2 separate regions of the Sus scrofa genome follow, and region 1 is linked to region 2. Evidence: chromatin contacts called from public Hi-C data. All regions are on one chromosome and are shown on one strand. Each heading gives the region's core, a stretch centred on a gene start, on an enhancer-like site or on the middle of the called end of the contact. The rest is flanking DNA. Distances are from core to core; before and after follow the strand shown.

Region 1 (3,466 bases), core at 674-3,173, 330 kb before region 2:
TCTTGGAATGACTTTTCCATTATATAGTCTATTTGGTTATGGCAAGTATATAGAAGTAGTATTGCTTTTTAGGTATTTATCTTATTCTAAGCCACTTTATAACTCTTTATTAATTAAGAAAGCTTTTAGCTGCCTTACTTGGTTTTTCCAGATATATGCTTATGTGATTTTCAGGTACTTCAGTATCTTAGTTCACAAAATTGGTTATTTTTGTTTCATGACTTATTGCCTTAGCCAAACAATATAAAGTGATAGTAATACTAGAGAAAATTTTTGTGTTTGTTTCTGATTTTGAATATTTCAAATATTTACCCATTAAATATAATCTTTATTTATTTTAAGCCAAGAGCACCTTTATCACTTTTTTTTTTTTTTTTTTTGGTCTTTTTTGCCATTTCTTGGGCTGCTCCTGCGGCATATGCAGGCTCCCAGGCTATGCCAGAGCCACAGCAATGCAGGATCCAAGCCGCGTTTGCAGCCTACCACAGCTCATGGCAACGCTGGATCCTTAACCCACTGAGCAAGGGTAGGAATCGAACCCACAACCTCATGCTTTCTAGTTGGATTCGTTAACCACTGTGCCATGACGGGAACTCCCACCTTTATCGCATTTGAAGGGCATCCTATTTCTATTTAAATATTACTTTCGTAATTAGGAAAAGGTGTTGATTTTATCAAATGTAGTGTCTTATGAAATTATCACATAGGTTAATTATTGTTGAATCAGTGAACACTCAGTGGATTATTTTTTTCCCTCCTTGGAAATCAATCTCTGTGATCTGCTGACTGGCTGTGCTAACAGTGGCAAATGTGTAAACGGTGACTTTATGAATTTGTACATATCAGAGCCAAACTCAGTACACAAGAAAGTGGGCCAGTGCTGAAGCCAGCCACCTGAGTTTCTCTCCTTGGGCACACTCTCTAAAGTTGGTGGCTTTGGAGAGTTTTTTTAAGGTAATGACAGTTGACATCACAGTTGTTACTACTCTGAAGAAAAGACATTAGAAGAGGCAGTGTGGAATAAAGTGAAGGAGTCGAGAACATGCCACCTCAATATATGATGCTTTGGCATATTAATTACTTTGCGTGAAAGGCACTTGAAAAACAGCAATTGCAAGAAAGGCACTCTGACATTCCTTTTTCTTCCTAAAAGTGGGAGATAACATTCCCCTGTAAAAGGTGCCCTCCCTGTACCAGGAGAAAGGAACATTCTTATCATCAGAGACAGGTTGTTGAGGCTGAGCGAAACCTATACCAACAGACATTATTAGACAAGCTCGTCTTCCTTTAGTCACCCCTTGTGTTAGAGTTACTTTTCCACAACTGCTGCTCTTTGTTCAACCTCGTATATTATATCTAGTCACTTCTTTGGGTCTTGTGAGGACCTTCATTTACATGAAAATAAAATATGTATTCTTTTCTCCTGTCAATCTGTCTTTGGTCAATATCAGCTGGAGATCACAGGGGCATAGAGGAAATTTTACCTCCCCTTCAATGGGAATGAAAAATCAATGGCCTGCTCGAGAAATGAGAAATGTGAAGTTAGAAGGTTGTCCCAGATGGTGCCTTTGTGTGTATGCTTCTCTCTCCAACTGAAGGTGCATACGCCCTTCTCCCTCCAGGCAAACAGCCCCCCTCATTGTATCCCCCACCCCACCGGCTCATACCCCCTCAAGCCTCTGGGCTTAGGACTGAGATGTCAGAAGGCTTGCAGTTTAAATGCCAAGCCCCAAAATATCCTCCGACATGTGGACAAATGAACTGCTAACATCAGTGTCTGTACCAGATTCTTACTGGCACTCTGGCCGCTTGTATGACCTTTCTAACACACATTTGAAAAAATGAGCAGTGCTTTCCTCTTCCCCTGGCAGCTCAGAATAGCTCTGTTTCCTTTCCTATAAACAAGTCATATCTCTGGGAATTTCTAAAGCCGAATATTGTCTGCTCAGAAGCCGTGACTCACACTCTTTCCTGGCAGTCCTGACAAACTCATGAACGCCTCTTGAGGAAAGAATCCCAGACAACAAGAGTGGTCACAGAAAGCCTCAGATTCCTTCATGTCAAACCCAGGAAGCTGAGAGACAAAGGAAAATACCAGCAAGAATCCCTGGCCACAGTCTCCCCCTCTTCTTGGCGAAGCTCACGTTCCTGGCTGTCAGAGCAGGAAGGGGAAACCCGCCTGGAAATTTGTCCCAATCTGGTTTTAGGTCATCAACCACGCAGCCCCCTGTGTTTGGGAATTTACCTAGATCAGCTTCCTCCGGATTCTGAGGGTAAAAGTTCTTGGGGGCGAGGTGGAGGAAGGGGGCAGTTTACAGGGAAATTACCAGGAGGTCTCACTTACGTCAGGTGGTGGGGCTTCCTAGCTGCTTTTAGCAGGAATTCTGTGGCCAAAAAAAAAAAAAAAAAAAAAAAATCTTTCTGTGAATTTTCTACCCTCCTCCACTAGTGATCCTGTCTCTCCAATTCTTTTGTCCCAATTTAGTGCCACATCATTTTCCTTATACTTGCTAAATTGTCAAAAAACAGAGGAAAAAATGTTTATTTGGCTTTTCCCATCTCAACAGCATAAAAATCTGCATATGTGTTTGTGTGTGTCTCTATGTGTGTGCATATGTGTGAGAGGTACATATGTAAACACAGAACTCCTTTATAAAACCCTTAGATTTTCTAGCCAATGGGAATGATAAAGGTGCCTTTAAAAATTTTTTTTTCTTAAATTAAAGGTTGATTTACAATGCTGTGCCAATTTATTCTGTATAGAATAGTGACCCAGTCATACACACACACACACACACACACATACATACCTTTTAGAGGTGACTTTGTTCTATTAGTGAGGTGACTTTTGAACCACACCTAAGGATGGAATCTGGTTGCCAGTGGAATTAACTGTGTGTTTAGAGGGTTAGAACTTTCAGCCCCTCTCTCCTGACTCCCCACCTCCATGGAGGGGAAAAGAGCTGGAGATTAAGTTCAATCACCAATGGCTAACGACTTAATTACTCACGTCTATGTAATAATGCCACCGTAAAACCCTCAAAAGATGGGAATGGGATGCCCGGAGATTCAAGGAGTTGTGGTTATGGAAGCCATGGAATTCCGCACCCTTTCCTCATACCTTGCCCTGTGCATCACTTCCATCTGGCTGTTTCTGAGTTATAGCCTTTTATAACAAACTGGTAATCTAAGTAAGTAAAATCTTCCTCCGAGTTCTGTGAACCACTCTAGCAAATTCATCAAAGTGAAAGAGGGGGTCATTGGAACTGCCAATCGATTGCATGTCAGTTGGAAGTTCAGGTGACAACTTGGACTTAGATTGGTGTCTGAAGCTGGGGGTGGGAGCCCCTCACCTGTGACAACACTATAGATAGACAACACTATCTCCAGGTACATAGGGTCAGAATTGAGTTGAATTCTAGAATGCCAGCTGGTTTGAGAGAATTACTGAGTGGTGTGGGAAAAA
Region 2 (3,771 bases), core at 342-2,841:
TCAAATACTATCACTTACATGTGGAATCCAGAAAAAGGACACAACAAACTTCTTTGTAGAACAGATACTGACTCGCAGACTTTGAAAAACTTAATGGTTTCCAAATGAGACAGGCTGGGGGTTGGGGGAATGCACTGAAGGTTTGGGATGGACTTGCTGTAAAATTTGGTTGTGATGATTGCTGTACAACTGTAAATGAAATAAAATTCATTGAATAATAAAAATAAATACAAAAAAAAAGGAGGTGCCTGAAATCATTTAGGACCTTGCTGTTTCCAAGTGACAGACCCCCTCCCCCACCCAGAGTGACTCAAATGTCACAGGGAGGATGCACTACAGAGCATCAAGGTGTCACAGAGGGTCTCAGGGCTGCAGGCAAGACTCAGTAGAAGTCAGTCCTTTGAGTTCTTGGCCCCAGCTGCTCCTCTCTTCCCCTCTCTCATCTCTGCATCTGCTTCACTGTTTCCTTCTCTACTTCCCAGGCCATAAGAGGGGAAATCACAGTCATGCCAGAGTTCTGGATTGTTCTGTCTTGTTCCTAGGATTGGACGGGACTCTGCTGTCCCAATGTCTTGCTCCAAGAGAAGGATTTTAACTGGCCCACTGTATCACTTAACTGCTGAACCAGTCAAGGATGGGGCTGCTGGAGGCTTGATCTGTCCCATGCTTGCATGATCATGAGGGAGCAGGCAGAGGTCGTGGCAAATTGTGCACTGGCTCTTGGAACTTCTGCCTGGAAGTGACACAGGTCCCTTCTACTCACACTTCTTTGGCCAACACATGGTCAACACCTAACTTCAAAAAAAGGGAAGAAATGCAATTATATCACAAAGCCCAGAGGTGGAAACTCATACCGATTTGGGTTGGCACTAATGAGTTCCACAACGGGATTTCTGTAACAGTAAATATTAAAGGTTGATATTAAGTTGACACAAAGTAACTATGATAATTAGGAATTCTACACTGAAGGTAGTATAGAATTCAGTCCCTCAAAATTTGGGACATAATAAATTAAGTATAATCATCTGAAATTGCCAGAAGATAAGTCATTGGTTTCATTCTGTGCCATGAGTAAAATGCTAAAATGCCTCTGATGCTTCCATAAGAGGTTAGGAGTTCCCATCGTGGCTCATCAGTTAACGAATCTGACTAGCATCCATGAGGACTCAGGTTTGATCCCTGACCTTGCTCAGTGGGTTAAGGAGCCGATGTTGCGGTGAGCTGTGGTGTAGTTTGCAGACGAGGCTTGGATTCTGTGTTCCTGTGGCTATGGCATAGGCCCAGCAGTTACAGCTCTGATTTAACCCCTAGCCTGGGAATCTCCATATGCCACAGGCAAGGCCCAGGGGGAAAAAAAAAGCATAAGAGGTTAGGGATGGGGTTCTGGTGTCCCCTCCTTTTCTCTCTTCAACTATTTTCATCTGTTTTATCTGGGGGGAATGTGTGTGTTTGATGGATTTTGCTTCTCATCATGTGTTCCTCCTTCCTAGCAGCACCCCAATTCGCATCTGTATTACTTCCTTTATACTGTATGCAAAATGTCCTGCCCATCAGCCACAGAGATTCCTGGCTTCTTCTACCAGAAGCTCTCACCACTTGGTGCAGCTAAGGGTGTGACCCAAGTTTCATCAGACTCTCTCTCCTAGACCAGACTTTTGACTACAAAGGCAAAAGGAATGGTTGGCATTTATCCATTGCCACTCCAGTTCCTGCTACTTTGCATCATCTCAGCCTCATGCTTCCAATCACCTCCAGTCATATGAAAGCACTAATACCTTTCTAGCACTTTTCCTTATGCTTTGATTAGCTTATTAATTTCTATTGCCTATGATCAAACAACCCTGGGCAAATAATCTTTTACTAAGATTTGTTTTCGTTTGTTTATTTTATTTTATTTTTTTTTCAGAGTTCCCCTGCTAAAATATTAGAGTTTGGACCGGATGATGTTAGATGTTGTACCTAGTCCTGCTACGGAAGAGAACGCTTATTGCAGATCTGGCAGCTGACTCAATGCAAATGTTACCACCAACAGGAACCACAAAGAAACCTAGGTCAGTAATATGCTCTTGTACAACATGTCTCAATAGCTTTCCCACCAATCATCCTGTGCTGGCCTCTGAAATTTAACCCTTTCTAACATCCAAATATTGAAAAGCTGCAGACTTACACATCTGGAACTGAGTGATCTGAGTTTTGCTTGTGAATCTCACTCTAGCCTTCTCTCTGTGTTGGAGGAGAAAGAGCATTGTCTCCTGCACCTGCCACCTTTGAGTGAGGTTTGTGCCATTTCTGTAAAATAGAGACACCATTTTTGGTGAGCGATGTGTATAATCCTGGCACCACCTCCTCAGTCTTCCTGGCTGATATTTACAAGTTTAAATATGGCTAATGATATAACAATCCTGCCAGATGGTCAATAGGCATTACATGGATTCAGATATTTGAGTATCAGACAAATGCTCGATGCCTTTGATTGAGACTCAAACAAAAAGTCTTTTTTGGAAAACACTTTAGGATGCATAAACAGTCTAAGAAGTACGCAGAAGGATCCAGCACAGATAAATGTACCAAGAATGGGTATGGACCATGTGTTTTTCTCACCAGGCTTGGTAAGTGCTGTCTTACCAGGGCTGGGCCACGTCTAAGGGCTCTGTTGGTGTGTTCTGTCTAGAACACCAGCTCTCACATAGGTTGCAGGGAGTTAATGTGCATGGCCTCCGTGATCCACCTAATTTCACCTATTTTGTTTATAAGACGCTGCTGCCTCCCACTATAAAGGTTTATAGGTCTTCCTGATCTTTTTCATTGTATCCATGGTCCACTGCATTCCTCCTATAAAGCATTCTTTGGCGGTGGTCGGAACATCCCACTGCCCGGGGGAGTCTCCACTCCTGCTCTCTGTTGAGTCTCCGCCTGTTTTGAGGTCCCCTCACCCTCTTTCTCCCTGCCTCCCTCAGTTGATTATGGATAATGCTCCTTGAACTGACACCACCCACACTAAACAGCCCTTTCTGTACTGCATGCATTTTTTCTCACTCCCTGCAAACTGGGCACGTCTTCCAACCCACCCAGAAAGCAGCTTGATTTTCTCTAGGAAAGACTGGCCTCTTGGAAGGACATGGCACCAGTGCGCAACACCACATTTTACCTGTGAATTTTGGTTTATTTGCTTTGTTTTCTGACTTTTAAAGCATTGCTTGGCTGGGCTAAAGTACGCACATTTCAAGTGCTGTCAGCAGAGCAGAAACACTGCCATGGTTTTATTTATTGTCTACTCTTTACAGGCTCTAACTGAGGATTATTCTTAGCATTGGGTAAGAGGGTGCAATAAAGAGTTTCATGGAAGAGAGGATTTTCAGAGAATATAGGACAGAATTCCAGTGGAAGAGGGTTAAGAAAAACAGAAAGCAGCTAGTCTTGTACAAGAACGAAAAGGAAGCCACACACAGACTCTGGAGGGGTTCAAAGCCATTTAAAGACTGGCTTCTTTTCCTCTAAGTATTATATCCTTCGCACCAATTTCCCAAGCAATCCCCCTGGCTGATCCCACTGCTCTCTCACCCATATGGAAGTCTCTGGCAAAGTCCAAGGAGCTATGAACAACAAAAAAAAAAATGCAAAGAAGAGCCCCAAAAATAAAGGTTAAAATCCCAAGCTATGAACACAGCTAGTAAATTATGTGACATTACTGAAGAGTCATTGCTGTCCTCCTGGCCCTGATCTTATCAGGCTCATTCATTCCCATAAGTGTTTTGGGGCAAACCAGCACCT

What was found. A called contact is a pair of places that touch in the nucleus more often than the background predicts.
Region 1: a contact with region 2 is called in a Hi-C map of embryonic fibroblasts, with 2.1 times the contacts expected there. The contact joins two enhancer-like sites. A contact is called at or near these places in 5 of 47 Hi-C or Micro-C datasets (embryonic fibroblasts, heart right ventricle, psoas muscle and 2 more) and 1 of 2 datasets of contacts at active chromatin or transcription factors (skeletal muscle).

Annotation. Positions count from the first base shown.
Region 1 is chr15:110,536,013-110,539,478 of Sscrofa11.1, reverse strand. No RefSeq gene overlaps it. Among named protein-coding and RNA genes, the nearest start is that of KLF7, 160 kb to the right of the region's middle. Within about 2 kb of position 1,923, at least 38 of the 83 cell types and tissues checked have an H3K27ac peak or open chromatin away from gene starts, as enhancers often do. A contact at or near this core is called in embryonic fibroblasts, where this site is marked.
Region 2 is chr15:110,209,126-110,212,896 of Sscrofa11.1, reverse strand. No RefSeq gene overlaps it. Among named protein-coding and RNA genes, the nearest start is that of CPO, 46 kb to the right of the region's middle. Within about 2 kb of position 1,591, at least 4 of the 83 cell types and tissues checked have an H3K27ac peak or open chromatin away from gene starts, as enhancers often do. A contact at or near this core is called in embryonic fibroblasts, where this site is marked.